Regions from separate parts of the Sus scrofa genome. Here all the other regions are linked to region 1. Evidence: chromatin contacts called from public HiChIP or PLAC-seq data. All regions are on one chromosome and are shown on one strand. The core of a region is the stretch at or near the end of the contact, and the rest is flanking DNA. Distances in the headings are between cores, read along the strand shown.

Region 1 (3,823 bases), core at 548-3,047:
CCGCCGGCCTACGCCAGAGCCACAGCAAAGCGGGATCCAAGCCGCATCTGTAACCTACACCACAGCTCACGGCAACGCTGGAACCTCAACCCACTGAGCAAGGCCAGGGATCGAACCCACAACCTCATGGCTCCTAGTTGGATTCGTTAACCACTGCGCCACGACGGGAACTCCCTCTTCTAAATTCTTAAAGCAGAAGGACTATACAATTCAGCAGTTATTTCTCATTGTTTTGTGTTTTTCATATATCCTCAGAACTGGAAATGTCTACAAGGCTGGCTTTCAACAAATAGTCACTGCTTAAGTAGTAGACAATAGGATTTAATAGTTAAATGCAGGAAGCTGAGGTTTTGGGGTCAGACTGATGAGGTTATTAATGGAACCCCAGTTCCACCTCTTACCATCTGAGTTGCCTTGGGCATGTTAATAAAGCAGTGGTTGTTTTTACCTGCCCAACATCTGTTCCCTTTTCTTCTGAAAACAAAACCCTCACTTTCCTTTTAAACTCTGTCAAGAGTCTTCCGCACTCTTGTCCCTACCCCCATTCTTGCTGACATGTTCCACACTCTTGGTCACTGCGATCTGGTTCAGTGACACTGATCTGTCAGGCCCAAAAGAGATCACTCTGGGACTTCGGTTTGACCTGTTGAGAAAGATACCCTTCTTTCAGAGGAAAAGTATCCGTGAGCTGCTGAATGTAAGCCTGGAGCTGCTCCTAAACTGGTCCACTTGCCACCTGCTGGGGAGAGCTTGTTCTAGATGAAGCCAACACCTAGGAAAGCAGAACTAAGATACAGAGCAACTCAGATACAAAGCATCTGTCTGATGATACCAAGCACCTGGGTGCAGGTGTAGCTGAAATCACTGGGCTGTTTTTTCCCCAACAAAATGAGTCAACGTTATTTCTTTTTTTGGCTGAAGGCAACCTGAGCTGGTTGTTTTAGTCATCTGCAACCACAGGAGTCCTAACTAACACATTTACTCATTCAAAACCCCACTTTACTCATCAGTGTAACACTGTGCTAAGTACAGGGGAGTCAATACACAAGGGATATCTCATATCTTTAGCTCTCAAAAGAGGCCCAGGAATTCCCATCGTGGTGCAGCGGAAACGTATCCGACTAGGAACCATGAGGTTTCGGGTTTGATCCCTGGCCTCGCTCAGTGAGTTAAGGATCTGGCATTGCTGTGAGCTGTGGTGTAGGTCACAGATGCGGCTTGGATCCTGGGCTACTGTGGCTGTGGCATAGGCTGGTGGTTACAGCTCCAATTAGACCCCTGGCCTGGGAACCTCCATGTGCCATAGGTGCAGCCCTAAAACGTCAAAAGAAAAAAAATTTAAAAAGCGGCCCAGCACATAACCATGCACATAACGGGCTCTCAGATTTGTTAGGTCACCAGTGTAGTCACACAAGAGCTGACTAAAATATCCAGAGTAAGGAGGAAAAGAAGAAAACGGTGGTGAAGGTCAAGAAATGGCCTTTAATCGTAAAATAGGACTGCTGGAAGGATTCAGTGAGGTTACACACACACAAAGCCCCATACAATGCCTGGCACATACTAAATACTGAATAAAAATTAGCTCTCACACCTCTTTAAACACACAGTAAGATAAGTGACCTATAAAAATAAAGGTATAGGGGTGGGGGGTGGCACACCTGCAGCATGTGGAAGTTCCTGGGCCAAGGATTGAACCCATACCACAGCAGCGACCTGGGCCACCCCAGTGACTATGCTGGATCCTTAACCCGCTGTGCACAAGGGAACTCCAATGACATAAATCTTTACCACAAGAGGATGATCAGGCCAGATTTTGTTCTGCTTTTGTTTTTAAAAAATGAATCATGTGGAACAAAACATGCACCTACAAGTGGCATGAACCATAACTCTGAAAAGCCAAACGTTTCTAGAAGAGTACATGCTAAACTCTGAAACTAGGCCAGTTATAGTTCTTTTAAACAGAAGAAAACATAATCTAGCTTACAAGATAAATTTGAAATGTCCAGCATCCAAATTACCAAGCATGCAAATAAGCAGGGGAATATAATCCATAAAAAGAAAAAGTCAATAGAAATAGATCCAGAAATGACAGAGATTACAGAATCAGCAATAAGAATGTTAAAACATATTTATGTTAAAATAAAAATATATTATATATACATATTCAAGAAAGCAGAGAAAAATAAGAAAATTCTTCTCATTTCTCACAATGAGGAAATAAATGAAAGATATAAAAAAAGACAGAAAGTGGAATTCCAGAGATAAAAACTACAATACTTGACCTGAAAAATAAACTGGATGGGTGTAAGCAGCAGATTAGACAATAGAAAAGATTAGTGAACTTGAGGACATAACAACAGAAACTACTCAAAATGAAACACACACACACATACACACAAAAATAAGAGTGAAAACAACAACCACAAAGCCCCTACAAAACAAAACCAAGCATCAGTGAGCTGTGAGACAATTTCAAGTAGCAAAATTATGTGTAACTGGAGTCCCTTAGTGAGAGAGAAGGGGGACGTAAAAAAAAAACCTACAAAAATGACCCCAAATTTCCCAAATTTGAAAAAAAAAATTATAAATTCACAGATCCAAGTTCAACAAACCCAAACTCAAGAATCACAAAGAAAACTACAAGGCACATCACCATCAAATTGGTAAAAAATCAGGGAAAAAGAAGAACACTGTACAAACAGCCAGAGAAAAAAAGAAATCTACACAAGACAAAGATGAGAATGATAGCATCAAAAACCATACAAGTCCAAAAGACAGTAGAGCAACATCTCAAAAATATTGAAAGATGGGGCTCCCGCTGTGGCACAGCGGAAACGAATCCGACTAAAAACCATGAGGTTGTGAGTTCGATCCCCAGCCTCGCTCAGTGGGTTAAGGATCCGTCGTTGCCATGAGCTGTGGCGTAGGTCTCAGACGCAGCTTGGATCTGACGTTGCTGTGGCTATGGGGTAGGCTAGTGGCTGTAGCTCCGATTAGACCCCTAGCCTGGGAACCTCCATATGCCGCAGGAGCAGCCCTAGCAAAGGCAAAAAGACAAACAAAAAAACAAAAAAAAACACAAAAAACCTAAAGATAAAAAAAACCTGTCAACCTAGAATTCTGCATCCATTAATGACACCTTTTGAAATCAAAAGCAAAATACTTTCTTGGAGATACAAAAGCTAGTAAATTCATCAGCAGCAGGTCTGCACTCTAAGAAATGGTGTTTATCAATAATATAAACACCTTGTTTTTTAAAATGGGCTAAAGATATGAACACACAACAAAGACATAAATGGTGAATAAACATGAAAAGATGTTCAATATCTTAGTCACTAGGGAAAAACAAATTAAGGTCACAATGTATAATCATAACATGCACACCAGAATAGCTAAAATTAAGATGACACACTTTAACACAGCTTGTGAGAATGTACAGCAGCTAAACTCTCATACCTGGCCAGTGGGAACACAAGATTGTATATTCAACTTTGAAAACAGTTTAGAAATTTTTTTCTCTTCTCTTCTTTTTTTTAAATTGTTATTTCCCCAATACAATTTTTTTTCTACTATACAGCATGATGACCCAGTTACACATACATGTACACATTCTATTTTCTCACATTATCATGCTCCATCATAAGTGACTAGACATAGTTCCCAGTGCTACACAGCAGGATCTCATTGCTAATCCATTCCACAGGCAATAGTTTGCATCTATTAACCCCCAGCTCCCCATACACCCTCCCACTGCCCCCTTGGCAACCACAAGTCTATTCTCCAAGTCCATGACTTTCTTTTCTGTGGAAAGGTTAATTTGTGC
Region 2 (3,823 bases), core at 809-3,308, 450 kb after region 1:
AATCAGAAAGGAAATGACCATAAAAACCAGGGCAATAGCTCAGCACAGCTCAGCATCTGATGTGCAGGCAGTCGACCTCCCTTTCTCTTCCTATTAGGGAGTCCTTTAAACCAAAGTTAAAACCTAATAGTTAGGGTGTCCATGAAAAGAAAAAAAAACTTGAGGACCTGCTGATGGATGAAACCTAAACGAAAGAGCCTGGGCACCTAAAGCTGGCTCTTCACACTCTGGAATTCAAGGTGGCGTCTCCAGCCGAGTTTCAATCCCCACTGGTGGTGCTTGTTCCGGCTCCAAAATGTGGTCCTCTGCCTCCTCCTGTCTGGCCCTACCGTTATCCTGGATCCAATTCGCCGACAAGTAGCTTTCATTGTGCTCTTTCCAGTTTGGGGCCTCAATAATCCTCTTCTCAAGAAACTCCCTCTGTGTCCACGACAGACTAGACGAGTGTCCGTGTAACTGGTTTCTCAAAATGCGACACTTTTGAAATCAAAGGAGCACTATCAATAATTATGCTAGGACAACTGCAATAAACTAGGACGATCAAGGGCAAATTAGGGCATAGGGTCACCCCAGCCATAAGGTGTTAGAAGCAGAACGCTCCTCTTACCTCGTGAACGCTGTAGCACTTTTTTAACCCAACAGTTTCAAGCATAGCACTGAAACACTATTAGGTGCTGAATAAGAAACATTTGTGGAACTGAATCTGCAAATAATAGGCACCCTAAGGGTACCACAGGTACCAGCTGCTATGGATTTGCCTCCACAAGGGATGCTATAGATCATTAAAAATGAAGTGATACCAGAAAAATCCCTGCCCTTGATATTCTATTTCATTTTATTTCTACCATGGCTATTTTCAAGTCTCTCACTGATAGTGATTTTTCTATATAACGGTAATAATTTCTAGTAGTTGTCACTTACTGAGTCCTGTGTATGTTAATTACAGTTGGGGAACCTTAGATACAATCTCCCAACAACTTTAACAAGGAAAGCAAAAAAATTAACAGACCCAGTCTCTGAGTGGAGAAATGGAGGCTCAGCGGAGATAAATAATTCCCGTAAGGTCAGACTCTAGACAAGCCTCAGTCCCTTCCATTGACTAGTAAATTTGCCAACCATAACATCTCAGTTCCAAAGTGGGTTTTTTTGGTTGTTTTTTTTTAGGGCCGCACCTGCAGCATATGGAGGTTCCCAGGCTAGGGGTCGAATCGGAGCTGTAGCCGCCAGCCTACACCAGAGCCACAGCAATGCGGGATCCAAGCCGCATCTACAACCTACACCACAGCTCACGGCAACACGCCGGATCCTTAATCCACTGATCGAGGCCAGGGATAGAACTCGCAACCTCATGGTTCCTAGTCGGATTCGTTAATCACTGAGCCACGACGGGAACTCCCCGACATATTTTAAAACCATTTCATGAATGAGACAAGGTAGCTGCACATTCAGCCAGCTACACAAAGCCATGAAATTGGCCACGCATGGCCCAACTATACCACGGACGGTCTACTGACTTAATCTAACATGATGTGGACTCAAACTCAGTGAAAAAGGGACCAAGAAGATCGCCAGCAAGATCTCATGATGCCACCCAGCACAGCCCTTGAGAAAAGGCAGGAAGGCAGAAATTGGCATCTTGATACCCAAGTGCCAAATAAGCTTTGCAGGCCAGCCCCACAAATGGGAACTGTAAACAGAATTTCCTAAGTGATGACATCAAGTAAGCACCTGCTTTTCTGAAGGCAGGTGAGGGGAGCAGTGGGGGAGAGGAGAAAGTTTCTATTACTAAACAAAAGCAATGAAGTGTGCTTTTCCAGAGGGGGAGGGAATTTAAGCTGTAAACTCCACATGGGTAGAGACTGACTGAACCAAGGGTTTGGCCCCAGAGCTCTCTGGCATTTTATCCAACTTATTCTCAGTGAAATTCCACATACAAAGTCTAAAAAAATTCATCTTTGATAATGCTTTGATCTTTGGCAGTTTCACACCTAACACGAGAGGTTGGTTACTCTTTCAAGTGCGATGTTCCTGCTTAAGGTTTCGTTTTTAAAAGTTCATGTTTAAAGGTCATGTTTCAAGTTCCTTTTAAAGTATGTACAAATTCCCCAAATCTATAAAATGAGGAACTCTCATGGGTGCAATCTTTAAATTACAAGCTACCAAGATACTTTACAAAGAATACAATGGGGTTGTTGATGTCTCCAGGGTGGGGGAAAAAAAAAAAAAATTCAAGAACCTCGCATGTACGCTTGCAAGAATCACAAACCGCCTTCTCATAAATACACTCCCAGGAAATTAGCTGAGCATCTCAATCCCAACAAAGAGAAAGCTTTGTCTGCCGAACAAGAGATCCTCTCCTTAATGCCTCACTTGTATTGATTATGGAAGACATGATGTACAAACAATGTTTCTGCAACGAGGAGGAGGAGGAAGCAACGTTCTGCTGCCATCACTAAACTCAATAGTCACCAGCTCCCTGGAGATGAAATTCTGCTCCCGAAAGAACACTTGGTCCTTGCTGATCTCAAAGGATTTTAAACCAAGCAAGATGGGCACTGAAGCTGCCAGCTAGCAATACCATACATACAGTCAGTTAGGGTAAAGTTAACTGTGTTCCGAGAAAGGCATGGAGCAATGAGCATAAAGCATAAACAACAGCTCACATCCTCCAATCCCTCCTCCCTGGTTCAAAGATGCCCATTTTGTCACAGGGCTGCCGCAGACTGAAACCCAATGTTGCATGAAATGGAAGTAGGATTTGGTTAAAATTGGCTTAACAGTGGAAAATCAGAGAGGTGCTAAAAAAAGAAAGCAAGAAAAAAGAATGCTGCATGTCTCTTGAATAAACACTGTCACAGGAGGTCTTGCTAAATAGAAAGTGAACATAGAGCTACTGCATTTCCCCGCCCTACGGAGACCAAGCTCTGGCCAGCAGAATGGGAGCAGAAGTGATGGGAGCCCATTCCAAGGCTGGCTCAGCAACTCACTGAGGTGACCTTCAGAGTGACCTTGGAAGCCTTCTGTTGAAAATGGCAGATCAACAAAATGGAAGGAGCCTGGGTCCCTGAAACACCAGATGGAGGAGAGCTGCCCAGCCAGCTCCTAGACTGCTGCATAAGTGAGAAACTTTTCTGGAGTTTATTTACTGAGATGTGAGGATTTATGATACAGAGGCTAAAAGTTACCTTAAATAATACAGGCAGTCATGAAGAGTCCATTCATAAGCATCTAAGTGCCCCTCCTTGCTCTGCAGCTTCCTAAAACATCCTATCCATGGAATCCAGTGTCCTGCATCACTTGTGAATACTACTCTTAGCACATGCCTCTGAAACTATAGCAGCCTGGAGGCTTCTCTCATAGTCTCTGGACTTAGAACAAGGTTATCAAGGGTGACCTAAAACTCCTATGCCAATAGTTCCTCGTGGTATATAACTCATGGTATGTAAAAGGTTCTCTTCTAGATACTAAGGTACAGAGACATGTTTTCTGCCCCCTTAGAGAGGGGCAAACAGGAGACCCATCAACAAACACTGGACGTCAAACAGCATGATAGAACAGAAGCACGTGTAAGATACAAGATAGCAGAGGGCTATCATTTGTTTGGGAGAAGCTGGTTAGGAAAGTCATCAAAGAGATGATTGGGCAGGGTTCAAAAGGTGGTAACAATGATTCTGGTTGTGCCGGAGGTGACGATGATGGTGGTAAAATGGTGAGTCAGCTCTTAGAAGGACTGTCCCACCAACTCAACAATCACAGGAGAGATCTTCCAACACTACCATCCCATTTTCCCACATGGTGATCATATCCACAACAAAAACATAAG
Region 3 (3,823 bases), core at 494-2,993, 430 kb after region 1:
TGCTCACATGCCAATTCTGCAGACCCATCCTGATTTCATTACCTTTAGCGGGTATCATTTGGTAGGTTACTTAAGCTATCTAGGCGCCATTTCTTCAGCTCTAAAAGAGAATCATAAATAATACCTTCTACCACGCTGCTATTCTGCTTGTTACTAATATGTTAGCAGACAACCATAGTAATGGCCTAGCCTTGGAGCCCATGCCAAGGAAGGCGGACTCCATGCTATTGACTGCAATGGAGAAAAGAGACGATTTGTTGCCAAAAACATGCCCAGGCCAGATCCACGCTGGGAGAACATGCACGGGATGGGGGAGAGGCAGGAAACTGGGAAACCAGAACATGACTGCAACAGTCCTGGCAGGGGATCCTGAAGGTCTGACTAGAACCGTAACAGAAGGAACAGAATGGAGAGAAATTGCCCAGCGATTTCTCAGGGAGCATCAACTCAGAGGAGAAAAGGATGAGGGAGAGATGGGGGAAAAAAAAAAAGGACAATGACTTTCAATGCTTCTGTCTGGGGATTTCCCAGTCCCTCGTCTCCATGGTCCTTCATCTTTCAAGATAAGTGACTTGGTAGAAAGAAGCAAGGTTATAATCTTAGCACAATTCTTCCTAGAAGAATGTCACTTTCTGACACCATAGTTTTAAAAGGAGAAAGGAGAAGACAGATAAGGAGGTGAGATGTGGCTAATGGAAACCATGGAGGCTGGCTAGGGCTCCATGAAAAGAGCCTCCATGGGATTTATGGCAGGAAAGTGGCATCTAGCTTCCTCAACACTTTAATAAATTCTAAATCTATGCGATTTCTCCATGAACCATCTCCACCAGGAAAGATTCTTGCAGAGCATTCAAATCATCAATAAGAGGCTATAGAACAAATCCCTTCATTTTATTTCAAGTGCCTCTGGAATAGAAGAAACTCAACTGCCACATCCTTCCAGGGCCAAGGATGTTGGGCCTATCATACCGTGGAAACCCCAAAGGAGAGTCAGGAGGCTAGATATCCAGACTAAGAACTTTGAGAAGAGCTCCATGGAGATTCTTGGCATCCTCAGGACAGGCTCACAAGCCAGTCAGTGGAAAAGGGAAACATTCCTGACCTACATTTAAAGGCAGTTAGTCTCTTTTTTTCCTTTCATCAACTCTTCCTGCAATATTTTAATTAAGCTGACAAATGCATCAAGACTTGATGATCGAGTCTCCCCTATTCCTAAAGCGCCCGTGTCTTCACCAGCTTTCGCATCCATTTTCTGTCACATGGGATATTGGAGGGCTGTGGTTGTGGCGCCATCCTCTAGGTATAAGGTGTCAGAAGAACATGGACATGGAACAAATTGTGCCATGGAAAAAAGTACAAGCTGCGATGGAAGTACAAAGAAGTGCAAGCTTAGATGGTCTTAAGTGGAAGGGAAGGAGCAAATCAGGAAGTGAGTTCATGGAGGATGATCTTGTAGGTTAAGAGCAGAAATGCTAATGATTGTGACAACTGCGGTAATGACGGTGGTGGTGGCGGTGGTGGTAAAAACTACATTTATTGAACACTCTTGAACAGAAATCGCCAACTGATCCCTAATACTCAATCTCTCTTTTTTACATAGTAACAGAGTTTTTAGTTAAGTACCCAGCTAAAGACTAAAATTTCCCTAATTCACTTTTGAATAATATGACTAAGCTGTAGCCAGTGGAGTAAGACAGTAGGTAACTTTCAGGCCACACCCTCCACTTCCCTTTTCCCCTTCTTGGCTGGAATACAGAAGTGATGGCAGGAACTAAAGCAGCCATCTTGGACCTTGAAATAGAAGGCACATATTAAGGGCAACAAGGTAAAGGAAGCTGAGTCATTCTGCAACTTCCATAACCCTCCTGGGCCCTCTACCCTGGCCTTACGTCAGAGAGAAATAAACTTTCGTCTTTTTGAAGCAACTGTTATTTTGAGGCTCTCAAAAGAGCTGAATGAATAAAAACTCTGTGCTACATATAATGCTATATAGACTTTACATGCACTGTCTGGTTTAATCCATATGCAGCTTCATAAAGTAGCTACTATGGTTGTCTTCATTTTACCAAAGGGGACACCGGGGTCCAGAGAAACAAGACTCTTGTTAGGCAAATGGCAGGATCTTATTGAACAAGCCAACCAGATTCCAGGGATTAGAATAGGACATGTCCCTGTAGAGGGAACTATATTCAGTATCTTATAACGACCTATAACAGGAAAGAAGAGAAGACTATATATATCCCGAGTCACTTTGCTGTACACCCGAAACTAACACAACACTGTGGAATCAACTATATCTTAACAAATATATATATATATATGTGTATGTGTGTGTGTGTGTGTGTGTGTGTGTGTGTGTGTATGTATGTACGTATATGACACCTGCCTGCCACACAACCAGCCTACCCAAATCACGGAAGGAATGTGACCAACTCCCAATATTTTAGGCCAGACTTAACAATCTCTGCGGCCAAGGGTGAGTAGGCACACCTCCTTGGCTACCCTTGGCCATTCCAGACTCTGGGGAATGAACTTGCCCTTCATCTCCTTCCCCAGACTCAGGGAAGCTCAGGTGGAGACTTTGTCATCTCTCCATTTACATCTTATTTCCTCCACAGTGTGGATCTGAGCACTACAATGAAATGGGAAAGATTCTCAAGGGCTGCAGACACAGCTATTTCAGTCCAAGACAGAGGTCCTCTAAGCCCGGTGACAGGCTTGTTGCATTTCTAGGCTTCTTTAATCTTCTCTCCCCCCCTCCAAAAGGCCAGGTTCCCCTTGGTGGATCCTACAGTGCAGCACAATTCAGAAGGAATTGCAAAGTCAGTCCTGAGGACACAGCAGCACAAGGAAAGGCTGTCAAGTGCATTGACTCAAAAAACAGCCAAGTCGTCATTCTTCTCTTACCAGTTTTCAAAGCCAAGAACAACTACAAAGCCCCAATAGTACTGAGAGTGAGGAGTGATTTTAAAATTCTGTCTATCTAGACACCAAAGGAAAAGCAACATAGAGTCTGGTTCACTCATTGACTTTTCTTATGACCTGACAAAGTCGCAGAAATTTTTCCAGATCTCGGTTTCCATATCCAAGAAGTGGCAGGGGAAAAAAAGCCCCTGGGGACCCAGCCCCCACCCCCACCCCCACCCCACCCCACCCCTTGCTGCACGGTCCCCAGGGAACTTATAGCAGCCCAGTGAACAGAGCGGTTGGTAAAAGCAGTTCCTCCCTGCGTTATCAGATGAAGAGAGAGGGAAAGGAGGTTTACTTGCCTCACCATTTGCACTGAAATTTTGCTATGCAATCGAGCATCTTAAAAAAATCCTTTGGAATTCCCATTGTGGCTCAGCGGGTTAAGAACCCAACCTAGCATCTACGAGGATGTGGGTTTGTTCCCTGACCTCACTCCATGGGTTAGGGATCTGGTGTTGCCACCAGCTGCAGCCTAGGTCACAGCGTTGCCATGAGCTGGGGTGTCGGCGGAAGATGTGGCTCAGATCCCACATGGCTGTGGCTGTGGCGTGGCCAGCAATTGCAGTTCTGATTCAACCCTGAGCCTGGGAACTTCCGTGGGTGAGGCCCGAAAAAGAAAGAAAAAGAAAGAAAAGAACATCCTGCTTTGGGTGTCAAGGCCTGCGAGAAAGGACCTGGAAGCCTTTAGTATTTGGATCTCATTGCTCACAGTGAAGGCTGCCCCCTCTTCCAGAGAGAGTTGGCTCAAGTTTACTTGAAGAGAAGCTTCTTTGAAAGGGTGTCATGAAGATCAGATGACGTATGTGCTCTTGGGCATACAGAACGTGCTTGATAAACACTGGCTAAAAAGACG

Evidence for each region. HiChIP or PLAC-seq counts read pairs in DNA pulled down with a chosen protein or histone mark.
Region 2: a contact with region 1 is called in an H3K27ac HiChIP or PLAC-seq map of alveolar macrophages. The contact joins two enhancer-like sites. A contact is called at or near these places in 1 of 5 promoter capture datasets (liver) and 1 of 2 datasets of contacts at active chromatin or transcription factors (alveolar macrophages).
Region 3: an H3K27ac HiChIP or PLAC-seq map of alveolar macrophages shows a contact between it and region 1. The contact joins two enhancer-like sites. A contact is called at or near these places in 1 of 5 promoter capture datasets (liver) and 1 of 2 datasets of contacts at active chromatin or transcription factors (alveolar macrophages).

Annotation. Positions count from the first base shown.
Region 1 is chr5:79,566,149-79,569,971 of Sscrofa11.1, forward strand. The region is part of intron 2 of C5H12orf45 (chromosome 12 open reading frame 45 ortholog); the gene reads right to left. Among named protein-coding and RNA genes, the nearest start is that of C5H12orf45, 7.9 kb to the right of the region's middle. Within about 2 kb of position 1,798, at least 6 of the 83 cell types and tissues checked have an H3K27ac peak or open chromatin away from gene starts, as enhancers often do. A contact at or near this core is called in alveolar macrophages, where this site is marked.
Region 2 is chr5:80,018,788-80,022,610 of Sscrofa11.1, forward strand. The region is part of intron 1 of CHST11 (carbohydrate sulfotransferase 11); the gene reads right to left. Among named protein-coding and RNA genes, the nearest start is that of CHST11, 48 kb to the right of the region's middle. Within about 2 kb of position 2,059, at least 10 of the 83 cell types and tissues checked have an H3K27ac peak or open chromatin away from gene starts, as enhancers often do. A contact at or near this core is called in alveolar macrophages, where this site is marked.
Region 3 is chr5:79,997,963-80,001,785 of Sscrofa11.1, forward strand. The region is part of intron 1 of CHST11 (carbohydrate sulfotransferase 11); the gene reads right to left. Among named protein-coding and RNA genes, the nearest start is that of CHST11, 69 kb to the right of the region's middle. Within about 2 kb of position 1,744, at least 3 of the 83 cell types and tissues checked have an H3K27ac peak or open chromatin away from gene starts, as enhancers often do. A contact at or near this core is called in alveolar macrophages, where this site is marked.